Linked DNA regions of Mus musculus: all the other regions are linked to region 1. Evidence: chromatin contacts called from public Hi-C and promoter capture Hi-C data. All regions are on one chromosome and are shown on one strand. The core of a region is the stretch at or near the end of the contact, and the rest is flanking DNA. Distances in the headings are between cores, read along the strand shown. Region 1 overlaps Cldn14 (claudin 14). Region 2 holds the start of 2410003I16Rik (a long non-coding RNA gene). Region 3 overlaps Gm31175 (a long non-coding RNA gene).

Evidence for each region. Promoter capture Hi-C pulls out the DNA fragments that hold promoters and counts their contacts. A called contact is a pair of places that touch in the nucleus more often than the background predicts.
Region 2: a contact with region 1 is called in a promoter capture Hi-C map of embryonic stem cells, with 3 times the contacts expected there. The contact joins the promoter of 2410003I16Rik here to the enhancer-like site in region 1. A contact is called at or near these places in 11 of 39 promoter capture datasets (the C10 cell line, the HPC-7 cell line, cranial neural crest and 4 more), 4 of 15 datasets of contacts at CTCF or cohesin (embryonic stem cells, large pre-B cells, pro-B cells and 1 more), 18 of 484 Hi-C or Micro-C datasets (ECoMG myeloid progenitors, the HL-1 cell line, embryonic fibroblasts and 4 more), 12 of 115 datasets of contacts at active chromatin or transcription factors (embryonic stem cells, large pre-B cells and stem cell-derived neural progenitor cells) and 5 of 9 other capture datasets (adipose tissue, embryonic stem cells, liver and 2 more).
Region 3: a Hi-C map of the N1E-115 cell line shows a contact between it and region 1, with 7 times the contacts expected there. The contact joins two enhancer-like sites. A contact is called at or near these places in 4 of 15 datasets of contacts at CTCF or cohesin (embryonic stem cells, hippocampal excitatory neurons and pro-B cells), 55 of 484 Hi-C or Micro-C datasets (B cells, the Ba/F3 cell line, the C10 cell line and 28 more), 7 of 115 datasets of contacts at active chromatin or transcription factors (bone marrow-derived macrophages, craniofacial prominence, double positive thymocytes and 2 more) and 3 of 9 other capture datasets (adipose tissue, embryonic stem cells and macrophages).

The regions. Positions count from the first base shown.
Region 1 is chr16:93,914,924-93,919,610 of GRCm38.p6, forward strand. It overlaps Cldn14 (claudin 14), which reads right to left. Exons shown (of 2, transcript NM_001165925.1): 2 at 4,108-4,687. The coding sequence ends at 4,314. Among named protein-coding and RNA genes, the nearest start is that of Gm31012, 12 kb to the right of the region's middle. Within about 2 kb of position 3,203, at least 87 of the 459 cell types and tissues checked have an H3K27ac peak or open chromatin away from gene starts, as enhancers often do. A contact at or near this core is called in ECoMG myeloid progenitors, the G1E-ER4 cell line, the HPC-7 cell line and 5 more, where this site is marked.
Region 2 is chr16:94,007,711-94,012,304 of GRCm38.p6, forward strand. 2410003I16Rik (a long non-coding RNA gene) reads left to right here and starts at 2,945. Exons shown (of 4, transcript XR_003951876.1): 1 at 2,945-3,401; 2 at 3,723-3,800; 3 at 4,145-4,594. It also overlaps a transcript of Cldn14 not described here.
Region 3 is chr16:94,035,641-94,039,995 of GRCm38.p6, forward strand. All of the region lies in intron 5 of Gm31175 (a long non-coding RNA gene), which reads right to left. Among named protein-coding and RNA genes, the nearest start is that of 2410003I16Rik, 27 kb to the left of the region's middle. Within about 2 kb of position 2,956, at least 3 of the 459 cell types and tissues checked have an H3K27ac peak or open chromatin away from gene starts, as enhancers often do. A contact at or near this core is called in the G1E-ER4 cell line and the N1E-115 cell line, where this site is marked.

The DNA of each region.
Region 1 (4,687 bases), core at 1,953-4,452:
GAGGTCCAGCTTCCCGCCTGAGTGATGGACAGTCCATTTGAATTGACTCTTAGGAGAGGGGCTATGGCATGGTTTTGTTCTTTACCAGAGTACTTCTGGCTACATAGTAACCTTATAATTATCAGGAAGTTTTTGTTTTATTTTATCTTTTGATATAGTCTTGTGTATCTCAGGCTGGCCTTGAGTTCCCTGTGTAACCCGAGGATGCTCTCTCTCTCTCTCTCTCTCTCTCTCTCTCTCTCTTTTCGGTTTTTCGAGACAGGGTTTCTCTGTCCTAGAACTCACTCTGTAGACCAGGCTGACCTCGAACTCAGAAATCCACCTGCCTCTGCCTCCCGAGTGCTGGGATTAAAGGTGTGCGCCACCATGCCCAGCTTTCTTTCTTTCTTTTTTCCTTTTTTCTTTTTCTTTTAGACTTATCTGTTTTTTGAGCATTTGTCTTCATGTTTGTAGGAGTGCCTGGTGCCCTCGGAGAAGAAGGTGTCGGATCTTCTAAAATTGGAATTATGGGTGGTTGTGAGCCATGATGTGGGTGTTAGGAACAGAGTCCAGGTCTTCTGCAAGAGCAGCCAGCGCTCTGAGTCTGAGCTTCTCTCCAGGAGGATTTTAAAGGCCTCACTTTCCTGCTTCCTCCCAAATTCTGAGATTCCAGGCAGGTGTTACTGCACCCGAGTTAAGCCCTGCTGGGGCTTGGACCAAGGGCCTCATGCCTGTCAGGAAAGTTCTTCACCAGCTGAACTGGACTCTGTGCCACCTGGTGGTCGAGAACGTCATAGCTACCCGAAGCCAGAGACAAACTCACATCTCCCTCCGTCCCCCCCCCCCCCCCCCCGTCCCCCGTCCCCCTTCAATATTCCTTTCCTTTCCTTTCCTTTCCTTTCCTTTCCTTTCCTTTCCTTTCCTTTCCTTTCCTTTCTCTTTCATTTCTCTCTCTCTTTCTTTTTTTTTAAAGATTTATTTATTTATTATATGTAAGGATAAGGACACCGTAGCTGTCTTTCAGACACTCCAGAAGAGGGAGTCAGTCTTGTTACAGATGGTTGTGAGCCACCATGTGGTTTCTGGGATTTGAACTCTGGACCTTCAGAAGAGCAGTCGGGTGCTCTTACCCACTGAGCCATCTCACCAGCCCCTTTTTTTGTTTTTTTAAGACAGGGTTTCTCTGTATAGCCCTGGCTGTCCTGGAACTCACTTTGTAGACCAGGCTGGCCTCGAACTCAGAAATCCACCTGCCTCTGCCTCCCAAGTGCTGGGATTAAAGGTGTGCGCCACCACTGCCCAGCTTCAATTTTTCTTTATTTTTGAAAATGTTATACTTAGACACACAGCTCTTATCTTTTGAGTTCTTCATTTTATAAAGCTGCTGATTGGGGGGCGGGGGGCATCCCCAGTGACCTTCAAGCCTGCTCTTGTCTGATTAGCTACCTGGTGCTGTCAGATGTGCTGGCTGGTTTTGTGTCAACTTGACCCAAGCTGGAGTCACTGGGAATGAGGAAAACTCAGCTGAGGAAATGCCTCCCTAAGATCTGGCTGTAAGGCATTTTTTAAAATTTGTGATCACCAACTCATGGTGGGTGGAGCCATCCCTGGGCTGGCCATTCTCCGTTCTATAAGAAAGCAGGCCGAGCAAGCAAGCCATGAGGAGCAAGCTGGTAAGCAGCACCCCTCCACGGCCTTTGCCTCCGCTCCTTCTTCCAGGTCCCTGTTCTGCTTGAGTCCTTGTCCTGACTTCCTCCAGTGGTGAACTATGGGTGTGGAAGTGTAAACTGAACAAATCCTGTCTCCCCCAACTTGCTTTTGGTCACAGTGATTTGTCACAGCAATAGAAACCTTAACAAGACACCAGGAGATCTCATGAGGCCTCATGGTCAGAGCAGATTTGTAGGTGGGACTGGCTGAAGGAAACAGAGAGATTCCTCAGATCAAGTCCCCCACCCCAAGCTTCCTAAGAGTCCCGAGAGCCCTGTGATGTCAGGGCAAAGCATGACACTAGAGGCTGTGACAGTGAACTTTGTCAACTACTCTAGAACAATGGTTCTCACCCTTGGGTCAAGATGCCTTGGTGGGCCAGATATCAGATATCCAGCATATCAAATATTTACATTACAATTCATAATAGAAGCAAAATCACAGCTATGAAGTAGCAACAAAATAATTTATGGTTGGGGTCGCCACAGCATGAGGAACTGTATTAAAGGGTCGTAGCATTGGGACGGTTAAGAACCAAGGCTCGGGCTGGAGAGATGACTCAGCAGTTAAGAGCACTGACTGCTCTTCCAGAGGTCCTGAGTTCAAATCCCAGCAACCACATGGTGGCTCACAACCATCTGTAATGGGATCTGAGGCCTTCTTCTGGTGCGTCTGAAGACAGCTACAGTGTACTCACTCATATACATAAAATAAATAAATAAATTTTAAAAAAGAAAAGAAAAACAGAACCACGGCTCTAGAATCGTCTAGCAGATTAATTACCGGGCACATCTGTGAGGATGATTTGAGGTTGGTAAACTGAGGAAGGATGGAAGAGCCGCACAAACTGTGGGTAGCACGGTTCTGTGGGCTAGGGTGCAGGGCTGACGGCAGGGAGAAAGCTGGCTGAGAACCCGGGTCCATCTTTTACTGCTTCCTGACTGGATTCGACATGTCCATGCTCACAGTCCTGATGCTGCGCTGGACTGAGCCCTCAGACTGTAGCCAAAATAGGCCCTCCTTCCCTTGAGTCGCATCTTAACAGGTGAGGTGTGTTGGTTAGCACAGACTGGCCTTGAACTGGCTGTGTAGCCAAGGATGGCTTTGAACTTCCGACCTTCTGATCTCCACTTCCCAATTTCTTCGCTAACAGGTGTGCCTCTCCACGCCTGGCTTTATGTGGGGCTGGGGCTCTAACCCAGCGCTGGGTAAGCACTCACCGATTGAACTTTGCCCCAGTCACTGACAGGTGGCTGTAATTAGGATCATAACTAATACAGGGTTATGACATCATTGACGCCTGTGTAGGTCTAGGGCTTGGGCTGTGACCCTTTCTCCACATTCCGTTTGGATATTCAGTTTTACCCTTTGTGATCATGGGCCAGGGTCTCCCCAGGCTGAGCCACTGAGCCTCACCCTGCCCCACTGCAACTCTCGTGCTGGGGACTCTCACGCTCAGCCCTTGAGTGGGTGTGTCCTCCCCACTCAAAGCCTTTGGCAGAGGCCAGGGCAGAGAAAGGATGTGAGCACAGCTCTAGATTCCCTGGGGTAGGGTGTGGGAGGGAGGTTCAGGGAGACAGCAGACAGCTTTCTGGTCATGTGGTTGGAACCAGGAAGGACACTGGGGTCCTCACAACTTTCTAGGATTTTCTTTTTCTAGGTAAAGGAGCTCCCTAGAACCTGTTGTCACGGCAGCTAGGACTTAGAAAAAGAGGGTAACATTTACAGCTAAGCCCTGGGGGCCAAGCACTCCTGACTGAACTTCGTGCCAACGCACAGAAAGCAGAGGTACCAGAACCTCTTCCGCTTCTCTTTGTAACTTATTAAAGGAAGAACTGTTGAGCCAGCAAGACTCTTATCTGATAAGAGAGGCTTTGGGCAAGCCTATGACCTGAATGGTGTGATCCCAGGTTCTGCCACAAGGTGGCAGTAGAGTAAGACTCTGGGGAACTGTCCTTCACTCTCTACGCTGCCCCCCTTCCCCTTTCTCTCACACACAAGTGCGGGCGCGCGCACGCGCGCGCACACACACACACACACACACACACACACACACACACACACACACTACACAGTGGGAACCGTTTTCAGGTAGACAGCAACACTCGCTTAACTTTCTGCTGTGTGGTGTCCTTTGAGGCTTGCTTCTAGATTTACAGGGGCCTCTGTGACTTCCTGGGGGCACAGCAGTCAGCTTTCTAGATTTTCCCATCATGCACTAGTGGATGCTAGTGATTCAGTGTCAAGGTCAGGGCTCCTGGTCCTTAGTTTGGCTGCATAACCAGGATACTCCAAATCCCCAGGACTCAGATGAGGCTTTCCACACCTTGAAGATGCAGCAGGAGCTACTGCTGCCCGCCTCACAGACCACCTCCACGCGGCTTGTTCCCGTGAGACAAACCAACCCGATGGATGGGCCACGCTTCCAAGACACTCTTTATTGAGCTCTTATTAAGCCACCCGCATAAATACATATAATAAATAAAAAACCAGCACTTTTTAGAAGTCTTTGCTTTGAAGAGCACCTCCTTCCCTGTGTTCCGGGCTTGCTCTCTGCATCCTTCCCACATCCATCATTGGTCCTTTGGGGCCCAGCATCCCTGGCAGAAGCCCGGGGAAGGAACTCACACGTAGTCATTCAGCCTGTACCCACTGTGCGCGGCTGAGGTCACCGAGGGGGCACGGTTGTCCTTGTAGGCCGCTGGTGGGCGGTAGGCAGGGGCGGTAGCCGTGGTGGTAGCTCCGGCCCTGGACTGGGGCGGGTAGGGTCTGTAGGGGGCCTCGTCCTGGCAGGATAAGCAGAGCAGGGTGCCCCCGATGAGAGACAGGGATGAGGAGATGAAGCCCAGGTACAGGGCCTGGCCGATTTCAAACTTCATGCCACTGGGCAGCAGCGGGTTATAAAAATTCTGCACCACGTCATTCGTGGTCCAGGACACGGCCACCATGCACAGCAGGCCGGCCAGCAGGAAGAGCGCGCCCCCCAGCACTGCAAAGG
Region 2 (4,594 bases), core at 1,695-4,194, 93 kb after region 1:
GAGGACTGACTTGTTTCCATTTTACAGGTGAGCGGCAAAGGAGGTTAAATAGCCATTAGAATCCAGATGGCTCGGCCTCCAGGACCCTTATTCTTGGTCGGGGTCCTGTACAATTTCAGGGCCCTTCCAGCAAAGGAGAACAAGCCCGCCAGCATCTGGCTGCTGCGGTCATGTTTGTTAACAGAGATGGCCCTGGGATTGGAGGCCTTGCTCACGGAGAACCTAAGCAACGTTCGTCAGCGTAGACATTATCAAACACAAGTCACATTGGTTTATGGATCATTAACTAAACCTCTGGGTTTAAACCTGGTTTTAATTCCTGCCTGAACAGAGAAGCTGCCTTGCTGCTGGGGTACAAATAACTTCACCACCCCCTTTCCAGTGAGATGACCCTCGGATGAGTGTCTGTGCAACTCATCAGTGGACATTACGGTGAGACATCAGTGGAGAGTCTCAGTCACATCAGGTTTTCTGTTTTCTGGACCCAATCTGGCCAGCAATGGCCATGAAAGCCAAGCCAATATAACCCAAATCAATCCTTCTATCTCCATGTCTTTCTCTGGTCTTCCCTTGAGCTCGGCTGGATACACTAATGGCTGCAGGTTCTAGGTACCCATAATCACTTACTAAAGCAAGTCAGAGAATTAATCACCAGCCTGATCTGCTTCACCGAGACATGGGTTCTCCTCCCTTCCCTCCTTCTGTGTCTTTCCTCTCTCACCTTCCTCCATCCCACCGCCCCACCTACAATTTGGACTGTCCGTGATGGGGAGAGAGACACAAATACCCAACCAACGTCAGAGACGGTACTCACAGTGTTGACGCGTCCCCCTCCGGGTCCAGAACTATATCCAGGTGCCTGTCTGGAACTCCACTTGAACATCTTATGGGGTTTCTTGCTCAGGTGCCCCTGGCTCCTGCTTCTGCCTGGCAGGTTGTATGAACCACAGGGCAAGTTTCCCCAGGTCACCTTTCCCACCAATCAGATCCACCTGACTTTCCTCTCCTTCCCAAGGCTGCTAGAAACTTTGCTGGTGCCCAAGATGCTCGGGCTTCCCACAGCCCCGGCCTGAGGCGCACCTAGTTTCAGCTATCAACGCTGCCCTTTCAGAACATGCCATTCCGACTCTGTCCTTTTTAAAAAGGGGCCAGTGTCTCGCTCAGCCGGCTCATAAAGTCTCTGTTCTCCTAACAAAAGGCCAATCGAGTCCTGAGAGCCTTTCCCTGACGTCTCTGCAGCTCAAATGACCTGTTTTCTTAGGCCTCATTGTTGCCCGTCACCGCTGGTGACACTTGGTGTCCAAATTCAGAAGAAAGCTCAGATTGAGAACAGTACTAAGAAATGGGAAAATAGCCAGAGGAAAGTCAAGGCAGTGAGGCGGTTCCGGGAAGAAATACAGTTGGTGGAAGGGGTGGCATCGATCGATGGATCGATGATTGTATTAGAGAAGGATGAGATCAGAAGTGGCCAGAGAGGCAGCTCTGTCCAGGTGGCAAGAAGAAACGCACACACAAGAAGTGTCTCCTTAGGTGAGTGGGGAAGACACAGCAAGGCTGAGAGGGAAAGACAGAGAGACTGAAAGTAAAGATTAACTTGTAAATGACTTTATTGCCAGGGGAATTGTCCCCCATCACCTGGTCACTGCCCAGGTCACCTCCATGGTGTGTTCATCTCCACTGAAGCCTGGGGTCTAGATAGGTCTTGTCCAGCAGAAGACAAGACTCACATTAGTCCACACTTGCTTAAGGCTGGGCATGCACACTGCTTCCCGTTTCTTCAGCCACTCGGTCTACCTACTACCCAAGCTTATCAATACCACATGCACAAGACACTTTGGTATAAGAGACTCCACCCTGGCACCAGGGAAAGGCAGGCAGATTGTGAAGCTAAGCAGCCTGCAGGCACACGGGCCAGCTGGGTCCCAGCTCTGTTCCCCATTATGAATGACCTTGCATATGTGTCTTGTGCCTGTTTTGATCTTTAAAGTGAGCTTAGAAATACTGACAGACAAGGACCTGGAGAGTGCTTCGTGGGTAAACTGTCGTGCAAGCATAAAGAAAAAGCTGAGCATGGCTATGCATGCCTGTCACCCCCGGGTGGGTGGGTGCAGGGAGACAAATTCCGGAGCTCGACCAACCGGCAGCCAAGCTGGCTCAGTGAGAGACCCTCTCTCAAAAAGTAAGGTGGCTAGCAACTGAGGGGGACACTTGATATTGATCTCCACAGACAGCGCACAGGTGCACAGGCTAGCTGAGGAGCACAGACTAACTCATACATGCACATATACTAATTAAAGTCCCTCAGAGAGTCAATAGTGTGGTTCGACTTCAAGACCATTCCCTAAACAGAGTACCCCCTTGGCAGTGGGTTTTTTTTTTTTTTCCTGTCTATTTAGGTCTCCAGCTAACGAAATGAGGCCACCTACATCATGGGCATAATGCCCTCTGCTGTCTACTGTATCGATTTAACTGTGCTGGCTAGTTTTTATGTCAACTCAACACAAGCTAGAGTCACCTGAAAGGAGGGAGCCTTGATTAAGAAAGTGCCTCGGTAAGATTCAGCTACAGGGGATATCTTGATTAGTGATTGATGGGGGAGGGCCCAGCCCATTGTGGGCGGGGCCATCTCTGGGCTGATGGTCCTGGTTCTATAAGAAAGCAGGCTGAGCAAACCATGGCGAGCAAGCCAGTAAGCAGCACCCTTCCACGGCCTCTGCATTAACCCCTGCCTCCAGGTTTCTGCCTGCCCTGAGACAGAAACAAACATTCTCACAGAAACATCCAGGATAACTTTTGGACTCATATCTGGATCATGCCCAACCAAGTTGACACACAGAATGAACTGTCCCCAAGGCATGTTTGCCCATGTGACCCCAATAACGAGCTCTATGCTTGTTTGTCTTTAGGGACCGTGTGTTTAAGGAAACAATTTCTTTACTGAATGGTGCTTCATTTGGTAGACCATTCTTTGGGACTGTTGTTCCTCCCAACACCCTCTGGGAACTATGTGCAACGGCAAACAGCTGAGAAGACAAGGAGGCCCAGGCTAGGTGGCCAGGCAGGTGCCTGATGCTGCTGAGATGACAAGGAGGCCCAGGCTAGGTGGCCAGGCAGGTGCCTGATGCTGCTGAAAAGACAAGGACTCTTCCCCACCCCACCTCACCCATGTTAGGTGGCCAGGCAGGTGCCTGACACTGCTGTCCTCTGGGGAGGTGTAAAATTTCCATTAGAAAAATGCAAGGAGGCTGGCCCTGGTGGCACAAACCTTAAATCCCAGCACTCAGGATGGAGAGACCGGCAGATCTCGGAGTTTCAGGCTAGTTAGAACTACGCAGTAAGACCCCGTCTCAAAAACAAACAAACGAGCAAGAAGACGAAAAAGGAGGAGGAAGAGAACTAAGGTGAGGAGGAGAAGAAGAAAGGAAAAAGGAACGCACCAGGCAAACGGGAAGAGGGTGAGCCGGTGCAGCAGGCCCTCGAGGACTGACCACGGTGTGAGATGGATAGCAGGCAGGGTGATGGATGAAGACACCAGCCTGTAGCTAGCTTGAAGAAGGGGCAGACATATATCTGAGCTATAAATCTCAGAAGGAGAAGCAGAGATTAGGAGCGAGAAACAGGGGCTGAGCTGTGCTTTCTGAGTGAACACACTGAAGAAGGGGGAGATTTGCACCACTGCAGCAGACTTTTTTTTTTTTTTTTTTTTGTCTTTTACTCTGAAGTGCCAAGAACTGGAAGAGGAAGTATGTTGCTGCGCTGCAGAGTTGCCGTGGCAATGGGTCAGCAGCAGAAAGAAACAGGTTGGGAGAAAGGCTCCATTTCTGCGCGGGGGTAGGGGGGGTAGGGGACAAGGGGGGGCTAGAGGGGGCAGGAGACAGGATGAGGAACAGATGGGGAAAGCAGTCACTGAAGTCACAGAGGCAGCAGGAGAGTGAAGTAAAAACCAGGCTGGATCGTGGGGGAGGGACATGAGGGGGGGGGTGATGTCGGGGCGGGGGGTGCAGAAATTACACCCAAAGTCAAATGTGGTCCTCAGTTTCTGCTCGCCTCCCCCTTCCCTACCTATGCGTTTCAAGGCATCCTAGTGTGTTTTGTGAGGTTTCTTATTGCTAATCCGACATTCACCACTTTGTCTTTGACCCAGGTTCTGCCCTCAACAGACCATCTGTTAGGAAGGGACCTTAAATCTCCAAGAAAGGAAGTCTCTAGAGATAGGACATTCCATTCTGTTGGAGTTTAAATTTGGTCCCAGAGCAACAAGACCTGCTTTGGAGCCTCCAAACCTCAGGACTCCACAGTTCTCAAAAAGACAGCCGAACGGCTTCCTGGAATCCCGTGTGAGCTGTCAGCTCTGCAGCAGTGTAAAGATGCTGGAGCATCCTCCAACCGCAAGCCAAGGACCACAAAGCCTTGCGTATCACCTTGGCTTTCTTACAGTGAGTGGGTGATTGAAATGACAGACTCTCAGCCCATGTGCTTAACTGCTTGAGGTTAGACCTGGGGAGACTGGGCTAAGGGAGAGATGATGCAAACCCACTTACAAGGAGAATGGCCTTGAGTTCTGAGTGACCTTGGGGTGGGCAGCCTGGTCGTC
Region 3 (4,355 bases), core at 1,706-4,205, 120 kb after region 1:
AGACTGCTTCTACTCAAGAATTTGTGGTATACAGGGGACAGATGACATCAGAATCCCGTGGGGGCTAGAAGACCTTGTCTCCTTTGTTGCTTTGATGTGTCTCTGTGTCCCCATACTATCATGGATCATGGACCAACATGACATGCCTCATCACCAGTCTCTGGGGCACTTCCTCTTGGTGTGAAACTATTTTCTATGCCTCAGTATTCAGTTAGCTAACATCATTCATTCGCACACACCCCATATGTACTTTATAAAAGCTAACACGCCGAGAAACGGATGTCCAACACTGACAAGTTTGGGATCTTCATTCCAGCAGTGATGTTAACATATCAGCTAAGAACTCTTCCAGAAATTAAACACCACACACACACACACACACACACACACACACACAGACAGAGAGAGAGAGAGAGAGAGAGGTATGCACACATGCACACACATGCACACATGGAGTTTTTGGACCATATGCATACATTTGCATATAATTTCTATTTTTGTTTCAGGACAATGTTTGCCACTTTTCTTACTGGCCTACATTAAATCCAAGATGATAAGATTTCAGAGCCGGAGAGGTGGCTCCGCAGTTAAGAGCACCGTCTGCTCTTCCAGAGGACCCATGTTTGACTCCCAGCACCCAGGTGACAGCTCACACCCACCTATAACTCCATTTACAATGAATCCCATGCCCTCCTCTGGCCTTGATAGTCACTACATACATGTAGCACATGACACAGCACTACATACATGTAACACATGACACAGATGCAGATAAAATACCCATAATGATAAAAATCGTTTTGATTAGTTATTTTATTGGTTAGGAAGCATCCTCCACTGCTACAGAGGTTTCTTCTACAAACTCCTGCCCACCCAACCCTGCATCATGGCACAGCCACAGAACAGAGAAAAACAGGGTGGAGAAGAGCATTCAACCAGGCCTTCTCCTCTCTGAGGCAAAATAGAGAAACTGCTAGGTTTTTCCTTGTTCTAGGACCCGTGGAACCTAGTGTTCCCACACACCACACCTCATAGCTCAACGAGGACAGACTTCCCCCAATTGCTCTGGCTCACCCAACTGCTGCCTCGGTGCTGAACGGTGAGCTATTGTTCTGTGTAGAAGAAAATAACCCTTTCACGAGTAACCTCCCCACCCACCCAGTGACCTGAACTTCATCTCAGAGGGCACACCCTGCCAGGTGACCCCAAGTGTCCCACGCCCAAAGCCACCTCTTTCCTGCTGGCTACTGCCACTGCCTGAAGTCTCCTGACACTGTACTCTTGGGCCAGAACTCCAGGGTGAGTGGCCACTTAACCTTTTCCGTGCCTGAGGGGAAGCTGGCCACGAGTCAGTGGACCTTTCCTGTACCAAGTGGATGTCACAGCAGATTGAGACACATTTGCAGTGTTGTTGCCGTTTTGGCTTTGTTGGGGAGCAGTAGCCTCCTGGAGCAAGCCCCTTCCACACCTGTAGGATCTTTCACCTTGCAATGATGAGAGGGTGGCAAAGAGCAAGGTGTGTGTGCTCGGTGCGTGTTTTTCTAGCAGGGTAGTAAGAAAACATTTGCTACCTATGGTGTTTCTGGAAGTCAGTGAAGCACACCTCTACCATGTGGATTACATCACCTCTGCCTCAAGCTTGGCTTTTCCAACACATGCTAGCTGGTCGCCTGCAGTGAGGCAAATCCTATAGAAATGGCAACTTATGCTGGCGGGTGATGAGGTGGTAAGTCACCAGACATGCTTGATGCATGATGTACGCATGTGCATGAGCATGTGCATGTGTGCACATGTGTGTGTACACGTGTTCATGTGTGTATGTGTGTATGCATGTGCATGCATGTGTGTGCATGCATGTGCATGTGTGTACATGTGTGCATGTGTGTATGTGTGCATGCATGTGCATGCGTGCACATGTGTGTGTGCATGTGTGTATGCATGTGCATTCGTGTACATGTGTGTGTGCATGTGTGCGTGTGTGTATGCTTCCCTGCCATCTTACAGCCCATGTCCTGCCATGTACCATCTTCCATGATGTTTACTGGTAAGAAAGCTGGGAACGGCGTCTGCCTGGGTCCTACTGGTTTAGCTCATTAGCCCTAACAGAGAGGGAGAGGAGAGGAAGAGGGGAGAGGGAGAGGGGAGAGGGGGAGGGGAGAAGGGGAGGGGAGAGGGGGAGGGGGAGAGAGAAAACATGGAAAGAAGAGGAAGGAGAAAAAAGAAAAGAAAGAATTTTTAGAAGACAAATAGCTTACTAAAGCACAGATCTTTCTAAGAGTGGTTAAAATTCTGTATTTCCTGACCAAGTATGATAGTGCACACCTTTAATCCTTGGGAGACAGAGGCAAGTAGATTTCTGTAAGTTTAAGGCCTGCCTGATCTACTTAGTGAGTTTCAGGATAGCCAGAGCTACAAAATAACAACAACAATAAATAAATAAGTTACATATTGTGGCTCCCCTTATTCCACACAACAGCTTATAGCCTATTTTCAACCAGATAAGGAAACTAGAAAGTTAAAATCCATGCCATTCCAAGATTTCACCAATAAAAGACGGGAGGCTGTGGGGGTGCCCTTGGAGATCGTAGGCCACCACCTCTCTGCCTTCTCCTCACCTTTGACCCCGGAGCTTCAGTGTCTGACCCCGGTGGCTTCAGTGTCTCCTTTGGTGTGTTGCATCTTTGGGGAATTTGTCCTGATTTTTGCATGCCCTCTCCATTGTTATGAGAATATAAAGCATCCACCAGGGGGCGCATGATTCCCTGACAGTGGCAGCCATGTGTAGGGACAGACCTTGGAGACAGGTGAGGAGGCCCTAATGTCCCCATTGTCTTGGCAGGCTTCCAGATGTCCAAGGGCGTGGGGGCTTCTCGAACAGGGTAGAATTTGGTGCAGTTCTACTGCCAATCCTTTCTGTATTTTACCCACACCTCTAAACAGCTGCTGTGGGAAGCGTGTACTGCTGACATTGGTGGTCCAGGGCCAACTATCTGGTAAATCTCGGCAGAAAGTTCAATTATGGCTGCCATGCAGTTGAAGACAGGAATCTGGAAGATGGCTGGAGCTGTGTCAGGGACAAGGAGTGGGAGTGGAATTTTGAGCTTGGCTATCCATCACTGGTTGCTGAGAATTGGGTCTGTAGCCAGAAGGACCGCTGTCTAACAAGGGAAGTGATCAGGAACTCTGGCGGCAGGAAGGGGTAGAGGATTGTGCCGGCATTGGTATCCCAGAATCCCTTAGAGCATCAAACCTGCAGTCATCAGAAGAGACTGAGTCTGCCGGAGCAAACACGGGGTCTCTGGTGCCACTGAACAAGGGTCTGAGCGAGGATGTGTGTTTGACTCACTCCACGACCCAGTACAGCGGCTCTGCTTGGGCTCTTTGAGACAACGTCAAGGTTTCTGAAGATGACTTCCAGCGCCTTGTCCAGCATGCTTGCTGTCAGTCTCCGTGTGTCCCTCATGCAGAAATGCTGAGGTTTGAGTCCCCAGTGGGGAAATGACCATATTTGGACAAAATGGCTATGGCGTTTTTTTATAGTGAGATCATACTCAAGTGGGATGACTCCAGAGCCGATGTGACTGGTGGCTTTATAAGAAAAGAAGAACCAGGAGCTAATAGTCAAGGCAGGAGGCTTCCCTGGGTTCCGGGTGACGTCACCAGTGTCACCAGCACAAGGTGGTCTGTTATGGGAGATAGGTAAAGTGAAGAATGGGAGTGTTTGCACTCAGCACGAGGGGGTCGTCGGCAAGCATTCCGTTCCTTTATCAGCCAGTATTGCTTGCCCTGGCTAACACAGAACACCAGGCTCTGGCAGAGAGACGGCTCAGCAAGGCAAGTTGTTTGCCAGCCAGTAACATAGGCCCTGACATCCAACTAAAAAGTGTCCTGTGCTTGTAACGTCTGCACTAAAGACATGGGAGCAGGTGGGTCCTTCTTCCCTCCCCCTCCCCCTCCCACCCAGCTCCCTCCCTTTCTCTGCCTCCTGTGATTATTTTCTTCCAAGAGGGATTGAAGCACCCTCACCGGGGCCTTTCTGCTTTTTATACTTCTTACTGCCTGTGGATTGTATCCTAGGTTTTCTGTACTTTTTGGCTGATATCCACTTATCAGTGAGTGCACACCATGCATGTCCTTTTAGGTCTGGGTTACCTCACCCAGGATGATATTTTCTATTTCATGTCTTTAATCTCGGGAGGCAGAAGCAGGCGGATCTCTGAGTTCAAGGCCAGCCTTGGTCTACAGAGCGAGTCCCAGCACAGCTAGGGCTACACACAGAAACCCTGTCTCCAAAAAACAAAAACAAAATTTAAAAATCCAAATTTAAAACTAAGAATTCAATGCCAGCCTGAAGG